Regions from separate parts of the Mus musculus genome. Here region 1 is linked to region 2. A link is a contact called in public Hi-C data. All regions are on one chromosome and are shown on one strand. The core of a region is the stretch at or near the end of the contact, and the rest is flanking DNA. Distances in the headings are between cores, read along the strand shown. Region 1 has its middle 83 kb from the start of Gm5464. Region 2 has its middle 47 kb from the start of Gm41184.

The links. A called contact is a pair of places that touch in the nucleus more often than the background predicts.
Region 1: a contact with region 2 is called in a Hi-C map of the G1E-ER4 cell line, with 4 times the contacts expected there. The contact joins two enhancer-like sites. A contact is called at or near these places in 2 of 39 promoter capture datasets (cranial neural crest and liver), 6 of 484 Hi-C or Micro-C datasets (the G1E-ER4 cell line, embryonic stem cells, ganglionic eminence and 1 more), 2 of 115 datasets of contacts at active chromatin or transcription factors (VIP interneurons and embryonic hindbrain) and 1 of 9 other capture datasets (embryonic stem cells).

What each region holds. Positions count from the first base shown.
Region 1 is chr14:66,782,256-66,788,732 of GRCm38.p6, reverse strand. No RefSeq gene overlaps it. Among named protein-coding and RNA genes, the nearest start is that of Gm5464, 83 kb to the left of the region's middle. Within about 2 kb of position 3,917, at least 18 of the 459 cell types and tissues checked have an H3K27ac peak or open chromatin away from gene starts, as enhancers often do. A contact at or near this core is called in the G1E-ER4 cell line, where this site is marked.
Region 2 is chr14:66,516,078-66,522,836 of GRCm38.p6, reverse strand. No RefSeq gene overlaps it. Among named protein-coding and RNA genes, the nearest start is that of Gm41184, 47 kb to the right of the region's middle. Within about 2 kb of position 3,341, at least 1 of the 459 cell types and tissues checked has an H3K27ac peak or open chromatin away from gene starts, as enhancers often do. A contact at or near this core is called in the G1E-ER4 cell line, where this site is marked.

The sequences.
Region 1 (6,477 bases), core at 2,668-5,167, 270 kb before region 2:
AGTATTTCATTTGCTTGATGAATCATATCTCACATTTATTCAAATTTTAAGAGTTTGAACCTTATATGGTCCTTACTAATAAAATCTTACTAATAAAAATCAGAAAGAAACTATTTGGAATATGTTTTCAGAAATACAAAGTAGATATAACATTGGCTCTTGGGTTCACAAAGACATTCTTTGTCATTTGAAGACAATATAATTTGGACTAGTGAGATGTCCCAGTGAGTAAGGTCATTTGTTGCCAAGCCTGAGTTTGATCCCCACAATCAATATGGTGGAAGGAGAGAAACAACTCATACAAGTTGTCATCTTACTTTCATACTTGCTGTGTCATGCAGTCCGCCACCAAGTAAATGTAAAAAATAAATGTAAAGATTTTAGTAAATATAAAAATGTTAGTTTTTTTTTAGAAGAGACACTTAATTTCAACAAGTTTTACTGGACCAACCATCTAGCATTTTTACCCACAAAAGAGACAAATTCTAACTGTATGTGCTGTTTGGTTGTGTGAATTTGACACAAATGTAGTAACCTGGGAAGAGGGACCCCCAGTTGAGGAGTTGGCTCTATCAGCTTGGCCTATAAGCAAGTTGGGGGTACATATTTTAAATTAATGATTGACGTGGGAGGATTCAGCTCGTGTGGGCAGTGCCACCCCTGGGAATGTGGCCCTGGATTGAAGAAGAAAAGCAAACTGAGGGTCTCTAATAACTGGAGTGGGGAGGGGGCTGTCCCTGAATCTGTTGCCTGCCTGTGGATCTTGGTCACGTAACTGAGACACCTTGTCTGGCCTCAGTGGGAGAAGATGTGCCTAGTTCTACAGAGACTTGATGTGCCAGGATGGGGTGATACCCAGGGAAGAAAGGGATGAGGGATGGGAGAGGGACTGTGTGAGGTTGGGCAGGGAGGATGTGAGGGAGGATGTGAGGATGCGAGGATGTGATTGGGATGTTAAGTGGATAAATAAATAAGGAAAGAAAGGAAAAGCAAACAGAGCAAGCCATGAACAGCAAGCCAGTGAGCAGTGTTCCTCCATAGTCTCTGTTTATGTCCCTTCCTTGGCTTTCCTGGATGATGTAATGCGTGTAACCTATAAGCCAAATACGTGTTTTCCTCTCCCATGTTGGTTTTGGTCAGTGTTAGTTACAGTAACTGAAAGGCAAACTAGATCACTGCAGTCAATGTTATTTGCAAGACAAAGTTGATACCTTGTTTCGATTTTCATTTTGAGCAGTTTACACCTGGGCTAGCTCTAAGTATCTTCTGATGTATAACGTTAGTTTTGTGTCTATACAGCAGCCTGTTAAATCATTTGGGGCTTGTGTCCATATGCTCTGTGCTGCAGAGTGGTTTAGTTACAGAGCAGAAGAATTGTCTATTTGAAAGTCTAAATGGACTCACCCATAAAACTGTCAGAACCTGGACCTGTTACTGGTTATAAATATGTCCAATTAAAGGAGCATTTGATTTATATCATATACGAAGAGTGAAAAAAAAAGAGTTAAAACTTGGGCATATTGATGAGGTCTCCTTAAGATAATAAAGCCCCCCCCGACAATTATAAGAAAACATGGATGTCATTAGCTCCCTGGCTTGGGGTTGTCATGTGCCCCTCAGCTCAGCTTCTGTTTGGGGGATGGAGAGTGGATTTGGTTGGATTCATGAATGCACACAATGCCACTGAACCATATGCTTAGAAATGGTTAAAATGGAAACTCTTAGACCGTGCAGTTCTCCTGCAGTGAGTGGAGAGCAGCCTGGGGAACCACATCCACAAAGCCATCGGAAGGGGCAGTGGTGGGTGACTCAAGGGGGATGGGGGAGGGAAGGAGAAGCGGGATAAAGGGACTCTAAGGAGGTGACTTGGGTTTCTGTTGCTTTAATGAAAACACCATGACCAAAAAGCAAGTTGGAAAGAAAGGGGTCTATTTGGCTTACATTTCCATATCCCTCTTCATTGCTGAAGGAACTCAAGCAGGGCAGGACCCTGGAGGCAGGAGCTGATGCAGAAGCCACGGAGAGGTAGGCACTGCTTACAGCTTGCTCCCTTGGCTTGCTCAGCCTGCTTCCTTATAGAACCCAGGACCACAGCCCAGGGATGGCACCACTGGTTGAGAAAATGCCCTACAGCTGGATCTCATGGAGGCATTTCCTTCACTGAGGCTTTTTCCTGCGTGATGATTCCAGCCTGTGCCAAGTTGACACAAACCCAGCCACAGTACAGGTGGTAAAATGATTCTGTCATGGGGGATAAATGACATCCAATGTTTGGACAAACCTCAGGACTATACAGCTTGGAATGAAGTGTGCCTTACACGGGCCTTAGTGACAATAATGCATAAATACTAATTCATCCACTGCAACAGACACACCACACCTGCAAGATGTGAATGATAGGAAACAGAGAAGGAGGTAGAACATAACCTCTACATGCCTTGCTCACTTGAAGACAAAGTCTATTCATTATTATTTATAAAGCCGCCAGAAGAAGACACGTGAGCAAAAAACAAATGTAAGAATTTTGGCACAAGAGGACAGTGGAGGGAAGCCCAAAGGAAAAAACTCTAGGTAAGAATTTACTATTATTAATTATTATTTTTAATTTTCCAAGTACAGATGTTTTGGAAAATTAAAAATGAATATATATACATACAGAATTCTTCAGGCATGAAATGCTGAGAGAGTGTATTGATAGCACTCTCAGCCTGCAGAACTGTCAAAGCAAATCCCTTAGCTGGGGAGAGAATGACATCAGATAGAAATATGAACGCAGAGTGAAGGAGATAGTTGGGAGGGCACCTCAAAATAAAAGACTAAGTGGTGCGTTCCAAAGGCTCACACTAGGCCAGATTCAGGGGTGCATGGGGTAGGCCAAGCAGAACTAACTGCGTTGCTTTAGATCAGTGGTTCCTGACCTTCCTAAAGCTGCGACCCTTTAATACAGCTCCTCATGTTGTAGGGACCCCTCCCCCCAACCATAAAAGTATCTTCACTGCTACTTCATAACTGTAATTTTGCTACTGTTATAAATCATAATGTAAATAGTTTCGGAGACAGAGGTTCGCCAAAAGGGTTGTGACCCACAGATTGAGAACTGCTGGTTCAGATGTTAGTTTCTTCCTTGATCAGGTAAGGTACGGCGTCACTGTGGGTGTGCATCACTGTGGGTGTGCATCACTGTGGGTGTGCCGGTCAGCCTGGGATCCACATGGTGGAATGAGAGGACCAGCTACAGAAACTTGTTCCTTGACCTCCACATACGCGGTGGCACACACCCCTTCCTACATACATAAATAAAAATGCAATGAAAATCCACAGGAAATTATTTTATCATATCTCTGGGGAGTCCGGTCCGAAACGGAGGCCCTGGCTGGGTGGGATTCTTTTGTGTCTCCCTAACTGTGCAAGGCGTGTCTCCCTATGTCTTCCTTCTGTCTATGCCTGTTTGCTTCATCGTCAAAGGACACTAGACATATTAAATTAGGGCCCATCTCAAAGATCTCATTTTAGCGTAAAGCAGTCACAGTCAGAGGGGCTGGGAGTTGGGTCTTCAAAAGACACTTAAGGGTGTCAGCTTAAAGCTATTTGGGCGGTCTGTGGCGTGCTCTGCATCCTGGCCAGCAGAGGGCGCTGATGCCTGCATTGAAGCTTCAGAGAATGAGTTAGAGGAGCATTTCTGTCTTGGAGAAAGCTTCTGGGAGCCCAGCTTGCTCTTGTCCTATGTACACCCAAGTTTCCTTGTGTACCCTACTTCGTTACAAATGGTAAGAAATAAATGGTCATAACCTACTCCCTCTCTCTCCGTGTGTGTGTGTGTGTGTGTGTGTGTGTGTGTGTGAGAGAGAGAGAGAGAGAGAGAGAGAGAGAGAGAGCGCAAACAAGAGCAGGCAATCGGATACACATTGCACACAGGCCAGAGGTTTATGCTGTGTATCCTCTTTAATGGCTCTCCACCTTATCGCTGGGAGCCTGTACTTCACAGATTAGGTTAGGCTGGCTAGCCAGAGACCGCTGGGGGTCCACCCCTGTCTCCTCCCCTCTAGCATAGGGCTTACAGGTCAGGGGTCAGTACTCACCCTTTGCACAGGTTTTGGGAATCCAGACCCAGGTTTTCATGTTTGTGTGGTAAGCACTCGACCGACTGAGTCATCACCTTGCTTTCTATATGTGGGAGCTTCCAGTGTGGTGAAGTGTGTCTGCTGTCTTTGAACCCTTCAATGGCCTTTTCTGTTTCCAGAAAACATTTCTCCCTAGATACCATCTCTCTCAGGATTCTGTTTACTCTCTCTTCCAGCAATTCACACTCTGTCTCCGCCCACCTGGCAATTACCAACAAGTTACATAAATTGGTCTCCTTACCTATCATTGCATGTGGGAGGTAGTTTGCCCTGGGTACATGCCGTCCTCTGTAAAGGACAGAGGCTTATGAAATGCTGTCACAGCAGAACTTTAGAAGTACTGGAAGACAGATAAGAAAGCCCCCGTGAGCATGTCCCACCAAAGCAGCTGCTTTCATTTTGCAGACGGCTTCTCATTTCTTAGTTGTACGGTTATAAGTTTTACTTCTGTATCTGTGAGGATGCATGCAAGAAAGCACAGACGATGTGTGTGGACGACGATTTCATGTAAAGAACAGGCTGCACATGAAACTGTAAAAGTAAAAGACCATGGATGTGAGAGACTGGAAGCTTGAAGGAGGCTCTCTGTGCAGCAGAGACTGACATCATCCGAACCACTCGTGAGACAGCATGAAATGTAGCGTTGTGTAACGTAACGTAGCGTAGCGTAGCGTAGCGCTGGAAGTTTGGGAAGAGTCTAGAAGCTGAAGTAAATGTGGCCACTATGGTGAAGTGTCATTGCTACACAGGGCTGGCAGGAAGGAGGGGCAGAATCCTTCTCCATCCAGCTGATCTCCCTCTACTGCCTCCTACTGGCAGAAGCTAGCAACAAGTCCACTGACAGGAGAAATAGCATTTGCAGGAGTCGAGTTCTTACATTGTAGAGCCCAGGATAGAGGGGAGGTTTTGGAGATGACAGATACGAGTTTAACAGCATAAGTTACCATTTAATCAGCATCCACATTCACGTGTGAGCATCCGAATATCACCAGTAGTAACTGTTATGTTTTGGCCTCATCAGATGACATACCATCTTCATATAAGTAAGACCCAGACTCTCCCCATAAAAGACCAAGAAGCTGAAGTAGCTCCCCGTGGACAAAAATGGAACAATAGGAAGTACAAAATGACTAAGTACACTTTGAACTAGCCAATAGATAACTTAATTTTTTTTCTTTTTGAGGCTATGTCCAACTATGTAGCCTGGGCTAACCTGAACAGACTATGGAAACCAGGCTGGCCGGGAACTCGCAGAACTCCACTTGTCTCTGCCTCTTGAGTGCTGGGACGAAAGGTTTGCAGCGCTATGCTGTTGTGTGACTATTCCTGGGAAGAGGTGAATAAATGTGCACACTCACCCTGGCTGATGACCATTGTCATCAGGAAAGACACCACCAAAATCTACTTTGGTGAACTAATGAGATTATTGGGCTCACTTACAGGAATATGAGCAAGAGCTTACTTACAGAGGTAGTCATAGCACAAGGACAGCTATGTCACCAAATACTCACCCAAGCATGGGTGACAGCTCACAAAGCTGGGGACCTGCAGCATGCTGCACAGCCTGTGGGGCAGCTCAACAGGTTGGAGAGTGTCTCTTCCAGGCACTTAGATCTGAGATTCTTCTGGGCAGCTTGGGTGGCCTCTGTCACTTTTGGGCAGCTCAGATTCTCTCAGAATGTATCCTGCTTCTATCCATTTGGGGAGGGAGGGACCTAGAATAGTTAGTCATTTTCAGGGACTTCCTGAAGTCATTGAATTGTTTACTTTGAGACCAGTGAGCTTCCTTGAGGGATGGAATGTTTACCTCCCTTTAGAACATCCCACGTCTTAATGAGATTCCCTCCAATATGGGAGATTTTATCTGGGAGGAAATTTCTGTACAATACACAATTAACCTACTTTTTAATTACAACCCAAAACACAGATGAAGACCTACTGAGAGATGGGTGATTAATAGATATAAATACAGCTCTCAGCCATCATTGGGAAGAGAGGTCCCTTGGTCTTGCAAAGTTTATATGTCCCAGTACAGGGGAAAGCCAGGACCAAGAAGTGGGAGTGGATGGGTAGGGGAGCAGGGCGGGGGGAGAGTATAGGGGACTTATAGTATAGGGGATAGCATTTGAAATGTAAATGAAGAAAATATCTAATAAAAAAATTAAAAAAATAAATACAGCTCTCTTTTTTTTTCTGTTTCCATTTCTGTGCATATGTGTACACCTGTGTGTTCCTGTGTTTGTGCGCATTCATGGATGCCCAAGGTTGGTGTTAGGAATCATCTTCCATCTCTCTTCCACCTTGTTATCTGAGACTGGATCTCTCCATCAAACCCACAGCTCACTAATATGTCTAG
Region 2 (6,759 bases), core at 2,092-4,591:
ATCAGCTTCCTATGGAACTTCCAGATCCTTTTGTGCCCAATACAGTTGGAAATTTCCAGTGATTGTCACCCTTGTTTCCAGGAGAATCAAAAAGGTTGCAGACTGTGCGATGCAGTTAATGACAGTTTAAAGAACACTGGCAAGCCTGCTGCCCATTTTCTAGGTCTTGGATTTCTTTTTTATTCTTGACACGCAACACATAACAAATAACCTGTCTTGGTTTGAACTGATTAATAGTGACTATGGAATTCTAGTGGTCCCTAGGCCAGTCTTTGTTCCAAGGGAGACATTTTCCTTTGCTGGTGTCATTTAGCTTTGATAACTGTCTCCAGACCACACCCCTTATATGAAAGAACATTTGGCACAATTCTAACAAAGAAAAGCAGCATCCAGGGACAGCTGGTGGCATCCTGACTGCAGATTCCCTGCTCTTTGTGACAGTGTTTGCAAAGCCTGTGGGATGTATGAGCATCACCTCAATTTGAAGCAATTGTTGGGCACTTACAGTGTAGTCGGTAGGCTACTCGAGCTCATTTTACAATCCAATGAAAATAGAAGCTGTGGGAGCTAAGAGTATGCCATAATCTCTGCACAGGGCAAGAGGCGTTCACCCCAGTGTGTCCTCTCTCTATCTATTACCTTTAATGGCCACAGAGGAGACAACGGCTAACCGCCACCCCAAACCTATGCTCTGGTGTTTCATCCCTTTGAATACTACATTAGACAGCTGAATTGTGTCAAATAGCACCTTACGTTGACACAGTTGGCTGTCACAGTCACTGGGGCAAAGGTCAGCCCCTGTGAAGCAATCTTAACAGGTCAAGCAAGGAAAACCCTTTAACCCAGACCTTTGGCCCATTTGTTGAGAACAGAACTGTTGTATCTATACATGTGTACATTCTGCCTTCACACATTTACTCTTTGCTTTTTGTTGGCAGATGGGAATCATGCAGCACACGAGGTTTTACAATGACATTTCCATATCTGTGCACAATCTACTTTAATCTTATTTATCACCCGTTCTTCCGGAGAATTTCCCCCTCTCCTCTTCCTGTCTCTTTATCTCCTAATAAGATCCTTCCTACATTCATGTCTTTAAAATGTTTTATTTCTAGATGTCCATAAAATAAAAATATGATATATTTGTCTGACTCTGACTTCTTCACTCAGCAGAGATTACCAGATTCTCTCATTTTCCCTCAATTTTCATAATATTGTTATTCTTAATGGCTGAATAATACTCAGAGGGGTGGTGTGTGTGTGTGTGTGTGTGTCCCCTAATAAGCGTCAACTGTCAACTTGACACTGACAGCCTAGTGCCATCTGAGAGGAAAATCTCAATGGAGGGACGGCCTACATTAGACTTGCTTTAAGAAAGTCAAGTTAAAATCTAATCCCCTGCAATAATAAGTGAGAGCAGGCCATCTCCTAGAGCAGGTCATCTCCTAGAGCAGGCCATCTTCTAGAGCAGGCCATCTCCTAGAGCAGGTCATCTCCTAGAGCAGGTCATCTTCTAGAGCAGGTCATCTTACAGAGCAGGTCATCTTACAGAGCATGTCATATTCTAGAGCAGGTCATCTTACAGAGCATGTCATATTCTAGAGCAGGTCATCTTACAGAGCATGTCATATTCTAGAGCAGGTCATCTTACAGAGCATGTCATATTCTAGAGCAGGTCATCTTACAGAGCATGTCATATTCTAGAGCAGGTCATCTTACAGAGCATGTCATATTCTAGAGAAGGTAATCTTCTAAGCAGGTCATCTTACAGAGCAGGTCATCTTACAGAAGAAATCCTGTCTGATGAGATGCATGTCAAGTTAATACTCATGCTTGCTCCTGACAACCACACAGTGTGTGGAAGCCTCCGAATTCCAGTTACATTGTCAGGTGATGAGAATTGAAGAAAAGAAGAATCACTTTTCTATTGGAATAAAACAATACTCACAGATTCTAATATCAGGGATGCGTGTCCTGGAGGACATCTCTGAGGTCATTCTTCCCCCCCCCCCCCACGCCAAGGGTTATATTTAAATATTCATTTAGTTCCATGGCCACATTGTGTTTCAGTCAATGTCATCATTGGCAAGTCTAAGTTCAGGATTGTTTATCTTATTTTATTTTATTTCATTTTATTTTATTTGCATTTGTGTATGTGTGAACGCATGCACATGCATGCATGTGTCATGTGCACATGTGTACCTTATTTCCTTGAGATGTGGTCTCTCCCTGAACTTGGAACTATGCTAGCACCGAACAGGACCCAGATTCTCCCATCTCAGTCCTTCACAGCACACACAACCATGCCCAGCTTTATGCTTGGGTGCTAGGGATCTGTATTCTAGTTTCTATGCCTGTGCAGCTCGTGCTTTTACTCATAGATGCATCTCTATGGATCCTGACGTTTGGATTATCAAGAAAAGCGGCCTACAGTCATCATGGATGCTATTACAGATGGAGAAGAAGGCAAATAGAATCTGTTAGCCAAAAAGATCAACCTCATCATGCCGCAGTCGGAAGAGGAGCAGGTGGTGGGGGAGATATCAAAATGGGATGAGAAGATGAAATATTTTGAAAATAGACGGGAACACAAAGATAATAAAGGTTACCAAGAATTCATCTCACAATGACAACTACAATGTCCCTGAGGCTGCTTTCTTGCCTTTGGGCGTTTGGGGCTTTGCTTTACAAAATCCTTTGTGCTTTTAATAGTTTCCCATAAAATTACTTTTATTTTGTGATTGTTTCAAAAGCAATACGTAAGTCATGGGGGTGGGGGAGAAAAAGCACCTTAATGAAAAACAATCCATTTTCCAAACACACAAAGAAATACCCATGTTTAACATTTGATGTTTATATTGATTTTTCCATCCAATGTATTAAGTGACATTTGGAGCAACGAGAAAATAAAGTTCAAAAAGTTCAGACTGGGAAATGAGCACAGTCGATGTGTGAGATCAGGGAACTGATATTTTTCTTCTCAGTTCTCAACACTCATCACAGGCCGTTTTTGTGATGAGAGTTTGGTGGTGCCCCTCACAGGGTGATGCTCCCTGTAGATAGGGAGTCGGGCCCCACAATTAATGGCTCAACCACACAAGACTATCTCCAAACTCAGATGTCAGCTTCAAGCTGTAAGTTAGTGGCAATGGGTCTGACATGGCAGGATACTGAAGGCAGCTATAACATTCACCCCTCCCCGCCAAATTCAATTCATTTGCTAGGGAAGCTCACAAAACACAGGGAAGCGCTTTCCGAACAGTTTTATCAGTCTACTGGATTAACAGGACTTGTTATAGAGAATGCAGATAAAGGACTCGATGAAAAGTCCAGGGAGTGAGATCCAGAAGGACCAAGAGTAGGAGTTCCTATACCATGGGTTTGGGGTACACAGTCCTCCTATTGTGTGGGTGTGTTAGCCACCTAGAAGTCCCACACACCCTGTTCTTCAGAGATTATCCCAGGGGCTTCTTCCCAAAGTGGATCTGAGTTTCCAAGCTTCTAATCACACGATCCTTTTTGTGATGATTCCTTGTCTAAGGGTCCCCAAGGGGATCACAAATTAGAATAGAAGTCACTTCTAGAACCCCTGCAGCTTCTGAAGTGTCAGGTTTCAGGCAGTCCATCAGGAAGCGCATGTATCTTGCACACTAGAGTATCATAGTTGTTTATAGACAACACCTTGTCCTTTCCTGGCAATAGGGCATTGTTTTCATTTTATGTGTATGTGCATTTTGTTTGCATGTATGTTCACCATGTGAGCCAAGTACCCACAGAGGTCAGAAGATGGCATCAGAGCCCCTGAAATTGGAGTTACAGATGTTTGTGACCTGCCATGTGGGTGCTAGGATCTTTGGCAAGAGCAGCAAGGGTTCTTAACTGCAGAGGCACCTCTCCAGCCCCTCAATAAATCACATAAAAATATGCTATCTAAAGACATGAAATTGTTTTGTATTGTTATTATTTGTAATTTTTGTTTTAATTTAGAATGACACAGTGATTGCTTTGCATTATTAAATATTCTGTTAAAATTAATTTTTAATGGGATACTTTGATCTACTTAGTAGTTTCCTGTCATTGGGCATTAATTTGTGTGCTCTAACAAAGAATGTTAATAGTAGAGAATAATCTTTGCACTCAGTGTGTGGCAATTATTTTCATCTATAGCTTACAGATGTGTAACTCACAGAGGTGAAGTATTGGTAGAAAGGATACATTATATTATGTAATCTACCTATGTGTGGGATTATTTTACTGATGATGAAAAATTCAAGGCTGGATGGTATACCTCAGAGGTAGAGTTCTGAGTTAGATGCCCAGAACACAGAAAATATGAAAGCAAAACCAAAACTAATATAAAGATGTAAATTGTTTGTCATTTGCAGATTTGCTACCTTTGATTTAACATACATTATGTAGGAGACATTATTCTCATAGCTTTATGCATGCCTCAGTCTATCAATGAGTTCATAATGGGTTATAAATGCAATTGCATTGATTGATTTTATGCGCGCGCGCGTGTGTGTGTGTGTGTGTGTGTGTGTGTGTGTGTGTGTGTGTGTGTGCGTGCTCATGCCTCTATGCTTCTGTCCACATGTGGACTCAGAGAATAGCTTCCTAAACTGAGTTTTCTCCTTCCAACCTGTGGGTTCCAACGAGCAAAGTCAGGTTGTCAGACTTGACAGCAAGTGCCTTTTCCCAGGAGTATCTTGTCCGCCCTCCTAGGAGCTTTCTAGATGGCCAGCCCTATTGGGATGTATTGGGAAGACACTAGCTCCTGCTATCTGCCTCTACTCAAGTAGATTTTGCCTAAAGAAACACAATGATTGCATCTGTATTTTTTGTTTCAAGCAGAGCTTCCCAGTCCTGATGTAGAAGCCTCTGATATGATAATGTCCACGGCCATGTCAAACCAGGCAGTCGGAGCACCGATAGTTTTTGAGGTATCTAAATATTCCGTGTATTCAAAGACTGCTTTCATTCCTAAATTAGTTCTTTTTGAGGGTCCGAATTTTTCCAAGAACAGCACAAATAATGGGTTGTTCATGTTATTGAATTCCCTGTGTCTTAGATAATCAATGTTTATAGGACAAGGTTCTCTGAGCTGATGGAAATACAGTCAGAAAGTGCTGGGTTTTCCTCATATTTTCTTTATAGTTTTATTTAATGTTACTATGTACTCTGCTTGCAATTTATTATCTTGAAAGGGCTTTTTGCTGGAATCACATCTTGCTTTGATATGTTACCATAGCAAAAAAAAATAGCTAGCTGCCTTTAAACCTTTAGAATTAGTCTACCCTCTCCAGGAAAGATGAGTGCTAAGGGTCAGAGTTCACACTGTGAAATGAAAATACAGAACTCAGGAACAAGGGGTTGTGAAGGGGCTCAGTTGGTAAGGGGCTTGTCTTGTATGCCCGTTATCCCGGCTCTGCTATGGCAGCAACAAGAAGGTCCCAGGATCTTGACGGCCAGGCACCGTAGTTGAAAATACATGCTCCAAGTTCAGGAAGAGATTGTGTCTCAAAAATAAGGGAAAAGATACTGAAGAAGACACCCAACACTGACCTCTGGCCTTCATTTACACTTAGACATATGTCCATATGCACATGAACACACATACACACACACACACACACACACACAGAGAGAGAGAGAGAGAGAGAGAGAGAGAGAGAGAACCCCAGTTATGTTTTCTGCATTTTTAATCACTTATTTTAATTCTGAAACTATATGTGATTGGATACAATCTCTTCCAATCTTTGAAATATATTCCATGGTGGGAAATAAGGTTTATGCTGCATGTGTAATGTAGAAAAATCAGTTTCTATCCCTTCACCCTGCTAAGGTTAGCTGTGGTAGTGAAATGAGTCAGTCCCTGAGGCTGGTCAGCTCTATCAGGTTGAACAAACTCTCACGCAGATGTCCTGCACCATGTTCTCATCTATTCATCTTAATCTTGACAGCGACATTACTAGATGAATATTTCTTACAGTCATTTGAAGTTAAGAACATTGGGATTTGCAAAGATTTGTCAAATAGTCAAACTGAGTTATATCCAATCGGTTCAAAGCTGCAAACCTAGTTCGGTTGTTTCAGATGAAAAGATTTTTCTTACTCTCTCCTCCTCCCTGCTTGATAGCCTTTGAATAATTGAGAGCATCGTGGGTGTTAGATACAACGATGGGGATGAATCTCAAAGACATATGTTTAGCAAAAGAAGCCAAGCACAAAAGCGTATGTTCTGTCAGAGTCCGTACAAATGAAGTCCAAACACTACAGGCAAAAGTAGTCCTTAAGAACAGAAGCAGGGTGCAGCTGACACCTGTCAGAAGGCATGGCTGAGAGCTTAGGACATTTCTGGAAGGCCGATGAAGGGACTTTCCATGATGGATGAGGATGTTCTGCATCTTGTTACATGGTCCTCCTCAACTGACAGAACTCCTAGTCCCAACAGCTTAAACTGTGTTCTTTGCCTGGTGCTGACAGGTCTCCATTTAAAGACAGGAGAGTATTATATTTAAATGACTCAAAGTGTAAGGTCTATCACATGCTTCCCTGGAGGGCTGTGAAACGAAACCACATGGATTTTCTACTTTGGAATAATTAGCAGAAACACTGTCTTCAACTACAGCTTGGCCTCTGGTTTGGGTGGAATGGAGAGAGGCAAGAGAAATTTGAGCTAGTAGATGCCGTGCCCCAAGTCCCCTAATCTCATCAAGAGACTGTACTGTTGATCTATCTTATTTTATTTTATTTTAT